6 separate regions of the Mus musculus genome follow, and regions 2, 3, 4, 5 and 6 are each linked to region 1. The links are chromatin contacts, called in public promoter capture Hi-C maps. All regions are on one chromosome and are shown on one strand. The core of a region is the stretch at or near the end of the contact, and the rest is flanking DNA. Distances in the headings are between cores, read along the strand shown.

Region 1 (2,700 bases), core at 83-2,582:
AAGGGAGACGGTGAGGAAGCCCCTAGCCAAAAGAACAGAAAGCTAATCCTAAGAGGGATGACAGTCCCGGAACCGAGATACAGCTGTTTAGAAGTGCTTCAACTGTCCCAACAGAAGAGCACCAACAACTGAAAGCATGGGAGCTCGCATTCCACCGACCCAGATCTAGAAAGAAAAGCTAAGCGGTCCTCACCACACACAGCAATACCTAACCACTTAGGAAGCTTCACCCACCGAGGCAGACCGTGCATCGTAGTGGAGCCTGCATCCCCAAAGCTAGAGTCCACTGATACCCCACCTCAAAGATGCAAAAGATGTGAAGCCAGGAAGTGAGCAATACGGTACAGTCCTGAATCCAAGGTTTGGGGAGGGAGTGTTAAAACAAAACACACACACACACACACACACACACACACACACACTCACAAACCCCATGCTTCCTTAAAAAGAAGATTGGTGGAAAGGGACCTCTAGGAGACTTCACTGCTAGAGCTGTAAGGACTAGGTGGAAACTTTGGCTTAGGCTCCAACTCACAACGTTAACTGCACCCTCGGGTCTTGGGGACTTTTTCCTCCACAAGATCCATCTCTTCCAAAGAGGCTTCCCCCTATCAAGACACCAACAAGCTGGAGCTTTCGGGTGCACTGAGGCAACGCTCCCGAATGGAGCTCCCGGGGAAGGCATGACTGCAGGAGTGGGCCCCGCGCCCAGAGCAGAAAGACCCCTCCGCGGCCCGCAGCGCGCCCACCGCTCCAAGCCCAGCCAGACGCGGAGGAGGACGGGCACCTCGCACCCGGGGCCGGCGCTCTGCCACGCGGGAGTCCGGACGCGGGAGGACAGAGAGAGGAGAGGGTCCCCGCCCGCCCGAGCCGAAGCTGGGCCCGAGCGCGCGGCTTGGGCCCGGCGGGAGCTGAGGCCGTGTCGCGACAGGCAGCAGGGTCGCGGAGCAAGAAGTCGGCCGATGGAGCTGAGGGAAGAGGGAAAGGGGTCCGGCCCAGTCGAACCTGACGCTCACCGCAGGAGCTGGCGCCGCCGCTGCGGAGCGTATCGCGACAGGCGAGGAGGGGGGAGAGAGAGGCGAGCGCCCGCCCGCCGCCTTTTTTTTTTTTTTTTTTCCTCTTTCCTCGCGCCCCGAGCCCGGGCGCTATCGCGATAAGAGGGCGCGAAAGCCGGAAGTAGGGTTGGGTTGTTGATAGAGGAAGTGGGCCCGGGATTGTTCTAGACGACCGAGTAGGGGATTCAGGGATCAAGGAAAGGCCCGGCAGCGGCTGCCGACGGCTCCACGGAAGCTGAACGGGCCCGGTCCAAGATGGCGGCGGCGGAGGCCTCCCCTCCTCTCTTCTCCTCTCTGGCGCCGGCCCGCCCCCGAGCCCCGAATATAGGTCCGTCATTGCTCCCGCAGTACGTCGCTCTGCGCCGTTAGGCGCGCCCCATTGGTTCCTAGCGAGAATGAGGCCAACCTCTTCATTATGATTGGCTGATCTCGGCAAGGCGCGGCGTTCGATTGGCCTCCCGCTCAGCTTGCTTGGATTGGCTCGGGTATTTCTTCCCAGCTCCTCCTCCTCCTCCCCTCCTCGGAGCACAACACGCCAGCGCGAGGACCTGGGTGTCAATCAGGAAGCCTGTGTCGTGCTGATTGGATGTGTCCGCCCCCTTACCCTAAATCAATTGGCAGCGGGGAGGAGTCAGGGTGAGGGGCGGGAAGTTACTCGTCAAGTTTAAAGGCAGCTGTAATTGGTTGCGAGGTGTATTCTACCCTGAACTCATTGGTTAGCTATGAATGTGGGTAGAGGAAAACGACAAAAAGCATAGCGTGTGAGTGTTAAAGGAAGCTTATCTAGTGGGAGACGGAGAGGTGCCAGAGGGTTGGGGATAGTAAACCCAAGTCATCTACCAATCAAAAGAGCCGCCAGCCCTAAGGGGAGGAGCTAGACAAACACCCCGCCCCTTCCCTCGGTTAGCCAATAGGGTAGCTATTAACCTGCCGACAGGTGTGGTTGTCGGAGCATCCTTCCTTTGCCTGTCTAGGCTGTTATCTGATCCTCGTAGTTATTCCCCAAGCGCGTTTGCTTGGTATATCTCTAAAACTCAGTGCTTTCTAAAGGATGAAAGAAAGAAAGAAGGAATCAGGAACATTGCAGAAGCGACTGAGAAACACAAGGCGTGGGACTGACGTTTCTCTGGTTAAGTTAGCAGACTGGGACCTTCCCTGGAGTTGCAAGGACTCCAGCTGTAGAGGAAACTGCGCTTTGCCCTACCTCGGTTACATCTGTAATGACTACTCACTAGAGTTCTGCTATGCTTCTTAAGGAGTAAACTTCTCCGACCACCCTTGCCGAGTGCTTAGGTGAGCCTCTGGTTTAATTTTGTTTGATTCCTGCCGTTTTTACACATACTTGAGTCTCACTCTCTGGATTTCTCGTTGTTTAGTACCCATGAAGCACTCCATAGCCCTTTGCTGACTAGGTTGCAAACGTGAGCACCACGTTTTCATGAATTGGGGAAACTCGATCTATCTCTGCCTACTATGTGGAGGAAAAGAAGATAAATCCACACTTGAAGAGAACGTGCACGTGCATTTCACCGCATCAGAATGGCATGAAGCAAGAGAGAAAAAATGGCTTATAAAAAGGCATATTCTTCGGCTGGAAAGATGGCTCAGCAGTTAAGAACATTTTCCTGCAGAGGACCAGTTCCCA
Region 2 (2,755 bases), core at 109-2,608, 2.6 Mb before region 1:
GTCAGGGTAGGATGCAACTTTCCCGCAGGACCATTCTTGGGCAGACACCAAGAAGCCAGGTTGCTTGCCTAGGGATAAAAGGAGTCTGGAGGGTGTGTGCACCACTGCTCAATCCAGAACCTCTGCTAGAGGTGAAAGACGGCCAAATTCCAAATGTAGACACTAAAACTCCTTTGGAATTCACCACTACAACCCTACCTGTACACAGGCCAACAACACAACAGCAAACCTCCACCGTCAGCACTACAACAAAGGCCAGACTCTACACCGCACTCAGTATGTCCCAGGCATTGTACAAGGCATTTCACCTGTATTATTTCACAGTCCGTTTAGCCTTTCCATCAACACTCTGATGAGCGCCATTTATCCCTTTGTACAGAAGGAAAAGTCTCATCCTTAACAGGTTCAGTTTCCCAGACTAGGCCATCACATCTCCTCCTCTAGAGGAGCCCGTTGCCACGGTAACAAATGAGATGAGGCACGATCAATCACACACTGGCACACACTCACAAAGCCATTGTCATCTGATGGCTCACTGTATCTCTAGACTTTGATAAATAACTTCATCAGCCTCTCTCTCTCACACACACACAAACACACCCGCCAACACTCTCACACCAGCACAGCTAGTGACATAGAGATACTCAGAACTGTGTGCCCACACCCTTGGGCCCCTCTAGCCTGCGGTGGCCTCCTTTCCCACTAGGACCTGTACAGTCACCTGTCCCTGGGCCCCACAGGCCGAGTGCCCTCAGACTATGATAAACAGCTCCATCAGTCTATCACACTCACACACAAGTACAACCGAGATGCTCAGAACTCTGTTCCTACATCCACTAGCGGCCCCTTGTAGTGTCTTCCTTTACACAGGGCACACTGGTCACATCACGCAGTTGGTGGTATTCGCACCTGTTTCTTGGGGCTCACAGGCCTAGTCGGTCTCTCCCTCTCCCTTCCCCCCTCCCACTTCCCTTCTCCCGCGCCCCCCTTCCACTTCTCTTCTCTCGCGCACACACATATACACACGTGGAGTCTCCTGAAGGATTCTCATACTGTGTTCACCCCACAACAAACAATATACGCCAAGCATACACGAAGCTTCAGGCGTGCACCCGAATCAACTCAGATCACCAGAGCGACCCACGCAAACAGGTCTCTGTCTCTCTCTGTCTCTCTGTCACACACACACACACACACACACACACACACACACACACACACACACACACACGCTATCAATCATTCCCACTGAAGGAAGGCTCGCAGTCACCAGACCCCCTCACCTGTCTCCCTGCTGCGTCCTCCGTCTCACAGCTGCCACAGAACTGCTAGCAACAGAGCTCCCGCGCCTGCGCACTCGCCTCCCAGACCCCCAGGGATCCCTTCAGGGCCTCTCCCCGGTCCCCCCGCCCCTCCAGAAGGACGCAGGCCAGTGCGGCCCCGCCCCCAGGGCTTCCCCCGGAGCGCGGAGCCACGCCCCCTGACACGCAACTAGACGCTGCAGTCGCAGAACCCCGGAGACAGCGCGAGGCCACGCCCTCAATAATTTGGTTGGCTATTCTGCCGACCCGTGTGCGCCCTCCTACGCTAAGCGCTTTTCTAAGGGGTTCGGCCAAGCTCCCGTTAGAGTCCATTCAGCATGCGTCCTTTCCGGGATGCTTCTCCTAGCGTTCCACACCTCGGACTCACTGGGCTTCCACGCGCCTTACGCCGTGCGCAACCGCGAGCTTGTACCGCCAACCTCAGGCTTTGGCAAGAGACTAAGGATATCCACGCCCAAAAGGGTGTTTCCATCCTCGTTGTCGCCTGTCTGGAGACCTTGTGACCCTCAGAGGAGAGGACAGAGTTTCTTCTGTGGCTGTTTAGAAAGCCATGGGGGAAACGATGGGCACGTGAGAAGAGGAGCGTTCCACCTTGGAGTCTGATTGAAGACTCTCCACAGCACAATTCAACACTTATAAGGCCGTACTCCCTCCCAAACTATAAACCTGAAATTTTCTAGGAACTCAGTATAAATCTCACGTAAAGGGGAAAGGCCTGCCCTAAACCTCTTGAGCAACCCTAATGATTTCTGGTCCTACCTTATCAAATTATAACTCCATTCAAGCCACTTCCGGAGTCACTTTACATCTCACCAAGTAGAAAGAGAATAGGGGTAATACTTGAGGAAACCCTAGGCTCAGTGAAGGACAAGGAATGACTCTCGGGTCGCACAGCAATCACCAGGATAAGGGTAGACTAGACACCAGACCCTGTTATGGCATCCCTTAGCAAGAACACAGTCATTGGTGTGTGCACAAGTGAAATGCTGTCAGCTGCACAATTCAGTATACCCAACCTGCGTATAAATATAAGTGCCTAGAGAAAGGGAAGTGACTCATTTAGATCTTCAGTCAAGACAGTGATGAGCGTCAACTGTGACATCTGAATGGTCATGTGGGAAACAACGGCACTACTGAGCAAACACAGCATTTCATTTCACCGATGGGAAAACTGAGGTTCCAAGCACATTGGACCTTACCTGAGGCCCCAGAAATAGGAAGTAGGAGGGAAGCACAGAGGTTAAGTTCTACACATCATTTCTCTAAAGGGGAAACCAAGAGACTGAGAGAGCCCCAGTCCAAGAATGGGGGTACAGGGTGGGAGGCTCCAAAGAAGAAGTGTGACTCAGATTCTCACAAGTCTTTCAAAACCTCCATCTATCCAGGAGAAACTATGATGTTACTACCAAAAGAGGCAGGGAATTCGTTATCTT
Region 3 (2,969 bases), core at 231-2,730, 2.7 Mb before region 1:
ATGCACTCAGTTCAACTTCAAAGGCCTTCATAGTCTATCACAGTCTCAACACTAAAGTCCAAAGTCAAAATCTCTTCTGAGACTCATGCAATCTCATAACTGTAGCCCTGTAAAGTCAAAATTAAAAAGCAGATCACATGCTCGCAACATACAATGCCAAAGCATACACATTATTTCCAAAAGTGGGGCTGGAGAAATGACTCAGCAGTTAGGAACACTGGATGTTCCTCTAGAGGACTGGGGTTCAATTCCCAGCACCCACATGGCAGCTTACAACTGCCTGTAACTCTAGTTCCAGGAGATCCATGCCTCCAGCCATGCATTTGGTGTACATATTTGTGCATGCAGGCAAAATATCCATACAAGCAAAAATAAATAAATCTTTAAAAATAAAAACACATTCCAAAAGGGAGAGAAAGGAGCACAATAAGAAAATCAATACTGGACCAAAGAACAAAGACGGAAAACAAGCAGGGCAAACTCTAAATTCTGCATCTCTGTGTCATTCAGATCTCCGAATCCTTTCAGCTTTGCTGACTGCCACGTACTTCTCTGTCTTGGGCTGGTTCCACACTCAGGCTGCAGCTACCCCACGACTCTAGTATCTCCAACATCTTGAAGTCTCCAACACAATCCTATCTTCACTTTACCCACTTCCCTCAACGGCCTCTCAGGATTTCTATGCAGGGATACAATACTCCTGTCAGAAAGCTCTTTGAATCCTTTCCTTTTGAGTCGCTATGGACACTTCATCACGTAAGCATGGCTGTGTAAATCATTTATCTGAGTGTGGGTTGCACACGCCTGTAATTACAGCACTTGGAAGGCTGAGTTAGGAAGATCAGAGTTCCAAACTCATCCTCTACTTACATAAAGAGTTTGAGGACTGCTGGATTACATGACATTCTGTCTCGAAACATCAACAAAAGGACTGGCATCTGGTGATCAACCTCAGCTCCTGTCCTCTCCTGGATGGGGTTTGGGACTGATCCTCTAATCCCGTTTAGCGTCTGCGATGATCAGCACCGACTCTGAAACTACCTTGAGTCTTGTCAGCCATCAATCAAGAGCAGTCAACAAGGTATTTATTACTTTGGAGATTCCAAGCATTTAAGTGCTGTAATGCAGATCACTGGAAGACACACTTATCATCATACATTTCACAGTTCTCTCACAATCACAGCACTTATTTCTCTCAGACTCTGTCTCCCTCTCTCACACCGAAAACTTACAGCCCAGTTCCTTTCACACACGCACGGGCCTGGCACACCCAAGCACAGACTTAGATCCGGACGCCCAGTCGTCTGAGCTTTCGTGCCCCCTAGATTCCACGCAACCGCCTGCCTACCTCCAGACAGAAAACACAGGGACCACGAGGATCTCCCCTGCCCGCAGCGCTCGGGCTCCCACTCCCTAACAAGCGCCCGCTAGCTGCCTTACCCAGACGCTGTCAACCGAGGAACGCTGGGAGGTTTCCTACAAGCTATGTGTGCGCAAGCGCAGCCTCTGCCAGCGACGACCTAAGAGCTTAATCTGAGAAAGGTGGGGCTGAAGGGGCGTGTACTCAGCGAAGTCTGCGATGAGAAGCGGGTACTACGGAGAACAGTTTCTTAGACTGAGGGTGAAGGCAAAGCTAAGCAGAGAAGAGCAAGGGTCTCAGAAGTTTGATGTGAGGGGCTGGGCTTAGATAGGAAGGTTCCCAGAAGAAACTGGAGTAAGGGGCGGGGCTTGGTGGAGAAGGGGCGTGTTCTCAGCAGAGTCCCTGGAGAGGGCGGTACTAAGTGGGTAAGGGGCGGGAGCTTATCCGTATTAGGTGAGGGGCGGGGTTATCAAGTAGGGCGGGTTCTCAGCTCTGTGTGAGGTGAGGTGAGGGCAGGGATTAGAGGAGGGGCGGGTTCTCAGAAGAATCCGAGGTGAGGGCGGGGCTTAGCAAGAACGGTTGGTCTCCGCCTCCGGAGGTGAGGGCGGAGCTTGGAGGAGAAGGGGCGGGTTCTCAGCGGCTCGTGTGAGGGCGGTGCTAAGCATTGAAGGAGTGGGTTCTCGGCAATCTGAAGGGGCGGGGCTTAGCCAGTAGGGCGGTTCTCCTCACAGTCAGAGGTGAAGGCGGGGCTTGAAGAAGGGGCGGGTTCTCAGCAGATTCTAGAGGGCGGGACTTAGTATAGAAGGGGCGGGTTCTCAGCAAAATCTAGAGGGCGGCGGGGCTTGAGGCGAAAGAGCAGGTTTTCAGCGTAGTGCATGGTGAGCCTGGCGCTAAGCAGAAAAGGGGAGGGTTTACAGCATTCTGAGATGAGGGGCAGGGCTTAGCAAGTAGGGAGGTTCTCCCCGCAGCCCGAGGTGAGGGCGGGGCTTGAAGGAGAAGGGGCGGCTTCTCAGAGGAGTCAGAGAAAAAGGGCAGAATTTGAGGAGAAAGGCACCATTTAAGACTGTTTGCAGAACGGATTGGAGCTGTGACAGTGTGTGGCTGAGTGCGTGATTATACAGAAGGGTTGCCCAGGATTCCTAGCCGTGTCGGTTAGGGCGAGTCTTGCGCCAGCTCTTTGTTAGGCTCCCCACCCTTTCGTGAGGCTTCCCTCACACTCTTTTGTGAGCCTCCTTGATGTCACTGTCCCTTACTTAACCAAGCTCGATCTTTATTGTTAGTTTTTGAGATTATAATTTTTGTAGAGGGAGATTTGAGGTGGTTAGCCCAGACTAACCTCCGAAATGGGTAACTCTTGATCTTTCTGTATCCATTCGTTTTCTTCCAAATTGAAATCAATGGTGTGAGCCCCCACGACGCAAGGCTTGGAAGTTTGATCTTTGCGGGAAAGCTTTGCTACAATAAAAACAGCCACTATTCTACATCTGATTGTCTCCTCCCTCCCACTCATGTTGATCACCTCTGGGATCAGCAAACCAGCATATGTTTCACCTACAAAATGGGAATGTCATAATGTTGGAAGCAGCAAATACGACAATGTCATAGGAAC
Region 4 (2,700 bases), core at 83-2,582, 2.7 Mb before region 1:
TCCTGCACTCATAAGAGGCAGGCAGAGTTCTGTGAGTTCAAGACCAGCCTAGTCTATATAGTGTACATAGTGAGTTGCAGGGCAGCCAGAGCTATGTAGATAGACCTTATCCAAAACAAAAGACAAACAAACAAAAAAACCCTTCTGAGATAAATGGGACAATGAAAGGGATGAATCATTTCTTCAACCAAGAAGGAACAGTTGGGATGAAAAGGAAAGAGAATCAGTTTGAAGCTAGCCCTGTAGCCCATCACTCACCGGAGTAGGAAGAAACAGCACCCAGGACAGGTCTCTTAAACTGAAAACTTTTCACAGAAAATAAACACCATTAAGTATTGAAAAGGCAAGACTGTTTCAGGAAGCAAAGAGGAAATGTGACTCACCTGCGACTTGGCTTTATGTCTAGTCCCTGTAGGGGCAGCTTCCTGTTTGCGGTTTATCTCCTGGAGGAAGTTGGTATCTCTGGAAAACAGAGCTGGAGGAAAGGAAGGACTAGACACCAAATCTACACGAGACTACACCGTGCATGAGCAGAGATGCCAAACCCTTATTACCCTGTGCGGGAGTAAGGACAGGGTAGGATGTGGAATCAGGTTGTCTCTTTTCTCGTCTTACTTGCATGAATATATGTGCACCACGTGTGTGTGCCTGATGCCCACAAAGTTCAGAGGAGAATGTTCTATCCCCTGCAATAGGAGTTAGGGATGGTTGTGACTCACTATGTGGGTGCTAGGAACCTCTGCAAGAGGAACAAGTACAATGGCTAAGCCATCTCTTGTCGCACTGGGAGTTTCATTTCTTGAAGCATTGACATGGATACAAGTCTAAACTAAGTTGACCCTGTAGTTGTCAACGTCCCTCCAGCACCTCTGCCTGACTTCTCTGCCTCAAGTTGAGCTTTCGAGGATTGGTTATTTAACCATCACAATCACGCGCCCAGAGACACCATCTCCAGCACCAAGGCCTCGAGAACCATCGGACCTTACCCTTCCTTCACACCCAGAATAGATTCATCTTTGTCCACTCAGCCCAGAAACATGACACTCACCTTTGTGCGCGGTCCCCGAGGTCACTGCTCCTTGCTGATCCTGGGAGGCCAGGCTGTTCCTGGAGCGCGGCCTTCCCCGGTCGGGGCTCCCAGGAGCAACTACAGTCCCCGCCGCCGGACCTCCACCAGGCCTGGCCTTTGTGCAGAGGGCGCCACGCCCCAGGAGGGCCCAGGGTTCGCATGACACTACACTCGCCATTCCCTGCATGTCACGCGAGGGGCGCACGCTCTCCTAGCCAGGCTGCAGACACCCTTCAAGGCCGCTGCTCAGGGACACACCCCCGGCAACACCCACGCCCGCCACGCCCTCGCCAGCCACGCCCTCGCCCTGCCCAACCCCGCCCTAAAAGATCGGACCCTCAGGCAGTTCCTCCGGAACGCACCGGAAGTGGACTTTGCTTGAGCACAAGGCCCCCTGGGAAGTGTAGTCCCCAGCGGAGAAATCCTTTAGAGCCCAGCTGGTTTTTACAAGACCCTGTGGGAGAACCGCGGGACCCTGCCGGAAACACGAGTCCCGCGAAATTCAAAACAGTTCCTCAGAGGCTTCTGGGAGTCCTGGTGACAATTGGAGCGTACGAGTGCAGCGGCAGGGCTAGTGGCGCGCGATTTGAGGTTGTTTGGAGGAAGGGGAGTTGGAGGATGCTGTGAATTGGGCTGGGGCAATGCGGGCTTTTGGCAAGTCCACAGTGGTTCTGGTTGCATGTACTTTTCAGTTTGGGATTCAGTTGCTGCCATTGCAATCTTCACCTCTCCACTAGACCACCTCGACTTTAGTGCCTAGTGTTCAAAATGCCCCTCTGTATGTACTACCAAGTTTTAGGTCTGCAGGTTTCCCCAGGTTTTCTTCTGCGGTGCCTCTTTAATATGTTCACTCTTGCCTTTAATCGCAGTGCCCGGGAGTAAGAGACAGCCGGATCTCAGAATTCGAGACCAACCTGATCTGCAGAGCGAGTTCCAGGACAGTCAGGGCTACACAGAGAAACGGGGAAGCGGGGTGAGGTGAGGGGAGCGCAGTTTATTCTTTGTCGGTTTCATACATGTATATATACTGTATCTTGATCATATCCAACACATCTCCTCTCCCAACCATCCCCAATACTTCCACATTCCTTTTGCCACCCCACCACACTTTTTTTTTAAATATAGCCCTGTTAGTGCCGCCTACCAGTATACCAGTGGAGTGTGACATGAACAATCTACCAGAGGCCACATCCCCAAAGAAAAATGACTCCCACTCTCTCAGCTGCCATCATTTGCTTATAGCTCCTCAGCTAGGTGTGGAGGGGTACGCCCTTCCTCTATCAATGGCTATAATATTGATCGGCGCTGGTAATTACCAGCAATCTTGTGCTGGTAATCAGTTTCTATGAGTTCATGAGCACAACATGCCCAAAACCATTCCACAGCACTCCTTGCCATTCTCAGACTCTTACATTCTTTCTCCTTCGTCTAATACGATGTTCCCAGACCCTTGAGAAGGTATACAAGAATGTCCCATTTAGGACTGTGAGCTGCCTATTTTTGTCATTCAGTTATCATCTGAGAGAGTGTTGTGTGGCTCTGGATGTTCTGGAACTCACTCTGTAGACCAGGCTGGCCTCGAACTCGGAGATCTGCCTGCCTCTGCCTCTGGAAGGGCTGGTTTTAAAAGT
Region 5 (2,700 bases), core at 123-2,622, 2.5 Mb before region 1:
AGAGTACTGGTTGCTGCTTTTCCAGAGGACCTGGGTTCAATGCCCAGCACCCACATGGCAGCTCACAACTGAAACTCTAGAATCAGAGGATGCAGTAAACACATATGCAGGCAAAATATGGATGCACGTTAAAATAAAAATAAATCATTAAAAGAAAAAAAAAGTACCCAGAACACCACCTGGCAATAAACAAACCCCACCTATTGCATTTACTATCAACACACATTAACCCTCCAACTCCTTGTGAGTCATTTACGTAAAGCCACTGTGAAACAAGCGCCCAAGACTAAATTGTAAATTGGAATAGGTGTTAAAATAGCATATAAAAAGGAGTGAAGACTGGCAGTGGTGGCTCATGCCTTTAAGCCCTGCTCTTGGGAGGCAGAGGCAGGCGGATTTGAGTTCAAGGCCAGCCTGGTCTACAGAGTGAGTTCCAGGACAGCCAGGGTTATACAGAGAAACTCTGTCTTGAAAAACCAAAAAAAAAAAAAAAAAAAGTTAAGATGAGTATTTTTGTTTGTTTGTTTTTAAATTCAATTACTTTCACCGGTTTAAAGCTTGGCATGGCTCTCGAGTGTGATTAAGGCCAGCCTGGGCTACAGGAGACCATACCCAAAACACCATCATCAACAACAACAAAAACCCTGAACAAAACAAAAAAACTAGGCCAACGCTTGTAATCTGAGCACGTGAGAGGCTGAGCCAGGAGGATCAGAACCGAGAGATTTAAGTCCCTCTTATCCTGTTAAAACCTGTCTCCAAGCCCCTTCTGCACATTAATGAATTTCGCCTCTCGCGACAAGCTAATGAGGCGGATACGCTTGTAATGAAGAAATACTTATCCTCCAGAACCTCAACTCGACAGAAGTGCGTGTGAACGTGTGACCAGCACACAGGACTAGCCACCTGCACCGGTCTACGCTGCTATGGCACGGTGCCCCTGGATAGACCCCTTCCCGCAATCCTTTTCGAAGAGGTTAGAGGTCCCGGCGCCCCAGGATTTCTCAGTGGGGTCCAACTTCCACTCCACTCTCAGTTTCCAACCATCCCAGGGCTCCCCCTCGAACATCCCAGCCCCCTCCCGCTGCCCAGCCTCCCCAGGCCTCCAACTCTCCCGCGTCTGCATCTCGCGTTCCTCCCGCTCCCCGGCCCGCCCCCAGAACCCCACCTCCAGCCTCCTATCATCCCCCTCCCCCAAGCCGCCCATCCCTCCCTTCCTCTCCCTCCTCCAGACCTGGGTACCCCTCCCCGTGGTCCGCCCGTTCCCCGTACACCGGACTCCCCAGCCCTTCCTTTTCCCTCTAGCTCACCTCACTCTCCTGGGCGAGGCCCCCCAAACAACCTCACCTTCCCGCACATGCGCACAAAGCTCATCGGGACTCCATGCCCCAGCAGGCTTTGCGCCAAATTCACCCGTACTTCCCCGCCCCCACGTCCCCTCACTCTCTACACTAGGAATCGCTAATTCTACCCAACACTTCCCACCTCTCCCAGCTGGAAACTACATCTCCCAAGAAACATCGCGACAAAGCGGCTTTCCATTAGCCCTACTGTGATGAGTCCTGTACGCTCGTGCGTCCCGAGCTAGCCAGAAAACTACATTTCTTAAAGTGTAAAGAAGAAAACCCGATTCCTATTGGCTCACACAGGCGCAAACAGAGCGCTTCTGATTTTGGACTACATTTCCCAGATTTCACGTGGATTTCCTTCCTCTACCATCCCTCACAAGACACCCCGCCGGCTGACTTCTGGCAAACGCGGACGGGTCGGGGAGGGATAAGAGGAATCTGTGGTTTCGTTGTCGTGGAAACCGGGGGAGGCAGCACACTTGGGAGACCCGCCTCCAGGACCTTTAAGCGCCTATAGAGGAGGTCGTGGAGGCTATGCCAGAGTTCTCCTCAGATCAGCAGTGGGAGATCCGTCTCCTTGACAACAGTTGCAGTATCGCCCTCCCGCTCCAGTACTAGGTTAAAGGAAGGTTGAGGCTGGTCAACGAAACCTGACCTCTGAGAATTAGTTCGCTCGTCCCATACTGTCAGTCCACTCTCTAGCCTCAGTTTCCCGTCTTGTGAATAGGAAGGAAAATATTACGTGTCAAACGGCGCTTGTGTAGCCCCCTACGGACACTGAAGCCTCAGTTTCCCTACCTCAGAAAAGGCAAGAAGGTTTTGAGTTTGCTCTTTGTAATATGTATGGGTGTTTCGCTGAGTCGGTGCACCATGTGCTCGCAGTACCCACGGAGGCCAGAAAGCGGCGTGGGATTCCCTTAGACCTGTATTACAGACGGTTGTGAGCCACATGTAGGTGCTAGAAGGACGTCTAGAATAGCTTGTGCTTCGTTGTTAACCTCTTTGTCATCTTTCCAGCCCTACCCCTACCTACTACCCCAACGCACCACATACACACGTACTCGCAGGAGCGCAAGAAGGTTATGAGACTTTCTGTTTACGTGATAGATGGCTCTTACAAGCTAGTGGGGCAGACAGAGACTCTCCCCTCCTCACTGGACTTCGAAAAAAGGTGACATTGGCACACAAAGGAAATCATGTGAAGCAGAGTTGTTATTGTCCTTACCAAATTCGTGGATGGACAATACCATTGCCCTAGTTTCTATTTACTCACTAGTTTACAGCTTAGAGACGGATCTATCCCCACAACAGCTAAACTTAATCCTGTCCCACCTCTCTGCCCTCTCTGTCC
Region 6 (2,700 bases), core at 133-2,632, 2.7 Mb before region 1:
TAGGCAGGAGCTCTATCATTGGGTTACAGCCCTAGCGCACTTCCTCCCCAGTCTATGTTGGTTCCATAAAGATGAAGATTTTGGTCAGGCGGGGTTCATTGTTGTGTCCATTTCAGAGTCTGACATACAGAAGGCGAGTAATGAATGATGCGTGAAAAGGTAAGGCAGAGAGAAGGTAAACAAACAAGGGAGAAAGAAACCCAGCAACGTGGGCCCTGAACCAGGAGATGACCAATTTTCATCCGCTGCTCTGGACAGGGCACCGGCCAGCTAGCACTGCGCATGCGTGCTCGAGCACAGCCCCCCCACCACCACCACCACCACCACAACTACCCCCACCCCCGACTCCTCGTCTAAGAGACCGAGGAGAGCAAGCAGCTCCTGCGCAGCCTGAGTGAGTTCTGGTTCTGACGACCGGAAGGGAAGAGACAGAATTCAGCGGAGATTCTAGGACCCCCGAAAGCCGCGCCCTAAAAGGCGTTCCCAGCATGCCTTACGCCGCTCCAGTCAAGCGCAGTACTCCACCTCCCAGAGGCCCTTGCGCGGAGTCGCTCCGCAGCCGCGCCTTTGTGAGCTCTACCGGCGCCGCGAGATCGAGCCCCGGCCCCGGCCAGATCTGCCTCGGCGCCGAGTGAGAGGTGACGAGGACTGAGGAGACGCTCGGTGAGGATCAAGGTACCGCGTGGGAGAAAGTGTAGTGGGTGCAGAGTGACCGTGCGAGACCACGCCACCGTATATGAGGGGCCTATTATGATTGTAAGGTTGCAACTATGTGAGACTGAGGCGGTGACAATGTATGTGACATTATAAGACAGCACCCCATAATGGGGGGAGCCTGTGACTGTGAGTATGGAGATACATGAAACAGAGAGAGAGGCTTGTGCCAGTGTGTGATAGCGCTAGGGGATGTGTGTGGGAACATGAGTGAGTGACTGTGGCTGAGCCTGTACACTGTGTGAGACTGAGGTGGTTATCATGTGTGTGACAGTATGAGACCACCCACTTGCATGAGGGGGGCCTGTGACTGAATACTCTGTGAGACTAAAAGACTGTGACAGTGTATGTGATTGTACCGGGGAGGGATCAGCTGAGTGACAGTGTTAGACTGGATCACTGTGTATTAAGGACTTCTGACTGTGAGACTAAATACTGTGTGAGACCGAGGCTGTGACATTGTGTGTGACAGATTGTGACAATATAAGGGATCATGTGGGAGAATGTGTCTGAAGACTCATATGACAGTGAGACCCCACACCGTGTGAGGGGGTCTGGTACTGCATACACTGTGTAAGACTGAAAGGCTGTGACAGTGTGGGTGACTGCACAGTGGAGGGTGTATTATATGTGAGCACTTTGGAGTGGGGATCTGAGTGGCAGTGTCAGACCACACCTTGTGTACGAGATGCCTGTGGCTGTGAGACTGAATACTGCTTGAAACTGAGGGGTTGTGACAGCGTGTTGACTGTATATGACAGCATGTGGGAGAATGTGTTTGGAAACCTATCTGACAGGGTTGAGACCAAGCCACTTTATTGTGAAGGCCTGAGGCTTGAGACTGTGCCAAGAGTACTGTCAGGGCCTGTGACAGTTTGTGAGACTGAATGCTGGCTATGACATAGAGTGAGAGGCTGGGACAATAGGTGTAGCACTATGAGACCATGTCACAGTGTTGAAGGGCCTATGATGGTGTATGAGACTGTGAGATCCCATAAGGATGTGTGTGAATACACAAGACTATGCCACCAGGTACAAGGGGGGTCTGTGACAATGTGGAATGTGGGGATAAAGACGCCATGAGGGGCTTTGAGGCTGCATTTGGGACTATGTGATATTATTACAGCAAGACTTTTGCTACCAGCTGGGATGGAGCCTGTGACAATGTATGGGCCCGAATAACAGTGTATAGGGCTATTTCATTGCATCTAAACAGTGTAACTGTTTGAGACAGACAGTGCTGGAAAATATGTGACAGTATGAGATATCATAGGGGGGGAAGGGCGGGGGGGGGCATTTGTAGGGTATCCTGATCCTGGTCCACTGTCTTCTAGATCACATGGTCCCTTTGCTACCCACTCTGTGCAAAGTAGCTTCACTTGATGGCCTACATCTCATCCTTATGGAAAGGGTGGAGATATACTTCCTTTTAACGTCATCTATACACTATAAATTCCAGTCTAGTTTCCAGTTTGGCACAGTTATTTTCTCAACTATTGCCTTGTGTATCTTCAATGATGTAAACCTTCATGTGTGAAAGGTGGAAGATTCTAATCTAATAATGCCAGTCTTAAATTGCTCAGACATAAGTGAAAGAGATAACTTAGACATAAAATATATGTTGAGTCCCAGAACTATACAGTACATAGGAAAAGCATTGTTAAATGTAGGGATACCTCAAATGCATGTCTGTGGAGGGAGGAGAAGGACAGAGGTGTGATGCTGGGGCTGCAGGATACACCTGGAACTTACAGTTTCCTGTTTCTGTCCACTTTACTTTCTTAGGACACCTCCCTGCTCCCAGAAACACAGCCATACATTCTTGAAGCTTTAACGCCATGTCCAAGGTAAGAAGCGTTTCTTTTTCCCTGGAATGCCACCTTATTTATCAGTCAGGCTAAACCACTTTGATTTCAGAAATTCAGCTGCCTGACAAAATCTCCTCTCTCCAGTGACTTGCTCTTGTTCTCCACTGCAACACAAGAG

Evidence for each region. Promoter capture Hi-C pulls out the DNA fragments that hold promoters and counts their contacts.
Region 2: a promoter capture Hi-C map of pre-B cells shows a contact between it and region 1. The contact joins the promoter of Zfp667 here to the promoter of Cnot3 in region 1. A contact is called at or near these places in 7 of 39 promoter capture datasets (the C10 cell line, cranial neural crest, frontonasal cranial neural crest and 4 more), 1 of 484 Hi-C or Micro-C datasets (muscle stem cells) and 1 of 115 datasets of contacts at active chromatin or transcription factors (double positive thymocytes).
Region 3: a contact with region 1 is called in a promoter capture Hi-C map of pre-B cells, with 6 times the contacts expected there. The contact joins the promoter of Zfp78 here to the promoter of Cnot3 in region 1. A contact is called at or near these places in 6 of 39 promoter capture datasets (the C10 cell line, cranial neural crest, frontonasal cranial neural crest and 3 more).
Region 4: a promoter capture Hi-C map of pre-B cells shows a contact between it and region 1, with 5 times the contacts expected there. The contact joins the promoter of Zfp28 here to the promoter of Cnot3 in region 1. A contact is called at or near these places in 5 of 39 promoter capture datasets (the C10 cell line, cranial neural crest, frontonasal cranial neural crest and 2 more) and 1 of 115 datasets of contacts at active chromatin or transcription factors (astrocytes).
Region 5: a contact with region 1 is called in a promoter capture Hi-C map of second pharyngeal arch cranial neural crest. The contact joins the promoter of Zfp444 here to the promoter of Cnot3 in region 1. A contact is called at or near these places in 6 of 39 promoter capture datasets (the HPC-7 cell line, cranial neural crest, hippocampal neurons and 3 more), 2 of 484 Hi-C or Micro-C datasets (B cells and CD8 T cells) and 1 of 9 other capture datasets (adipose tissue).
Region 6: a contact with region 1 is called in a promoter capture Hi-C map of cranial neural crest. The contact joins the promoter of Zfp583 here to the promoter of Cnot3 in region 1. A contact is called at or near these places in 4 of 39 promoter capture datasets (cranial neural crest, hippocampal neurons, liver and 1 more).

Annotation. Positions count from the first base shown.
Region 1 is chr7:3,643,901-3,646,600 of GRCm38.p6, reverse strand. It overlaps Cnot3 (CCR4-NOT transcription complex, subunit 3), which reads right to left and starts at 1,332. Exons shown (of 18, transcript NM_146176.3): 1 at 1,017-1,332. It overlaps Gm15927 (a long non-coding RNA gene), which reads left to right and starts at 2,256. Exons shown (of 6, transcript XR_003946711.1): 1 at 2,256-2,348; 2 at 2,432-2,700.
Region 2 is chr7:6,285,183-6,287,937 of GRCm38.p6, reverse strand. Zfp667 (zinc finger protein 667) reads right to left here and starts at 1,358. Exons shown (of 5, transcript NM_001024928.2): 1 at 1,284-1,358.
Region 3 is chr7:6,361,819-6,364,787 of GRCm38.p6, reverse strand. It overlaps Zfp78 (zinc finger protein 78), which reads right to left and starts at 1,480. Exons shown (of 5, transcript NM_001025163.1): 1 at 1,441-1,480.
Region 4 is chr7:6,381,950-6,384,649 of GRCm38.p6, reverse strand. It overlaps Zfp28 (zinc finger protein 28), which reads right to left and starts at 1,332. Exons shown (of 7, transcript NM_175247.3): 1 at 1,049-1,332; 2 at 384-475. The coding sequence starts at 1,256. It overlaps Zfp78 (zinc finger protein 78), which reads right to left. Exons shown (of 5, transcript NM_001025163.1): 5 at 2,045-2,700.
Region 5 is chr7:6,171,185-6,173,884 of GRCm38.p6, reverse strand. It overlaps Zfp444 (zinc finger protein 444), which reads right to left and starts at 1,372. Exons shown (of 4, transcript NM_028316.3): 1 at 1,311-1,372.
Region 6 is chr7:6,329,116-6,331,815 of GRCm38.p6, reverse strand. Zfp583 (zinc finger protein 583) reads left to right here and starts at 1,382. Exons shown (of 5, transcript NM_001033249.3): 1 at 1,382-1,746; 2 at 2,500-2,561. The coding sequence starts at 2,553.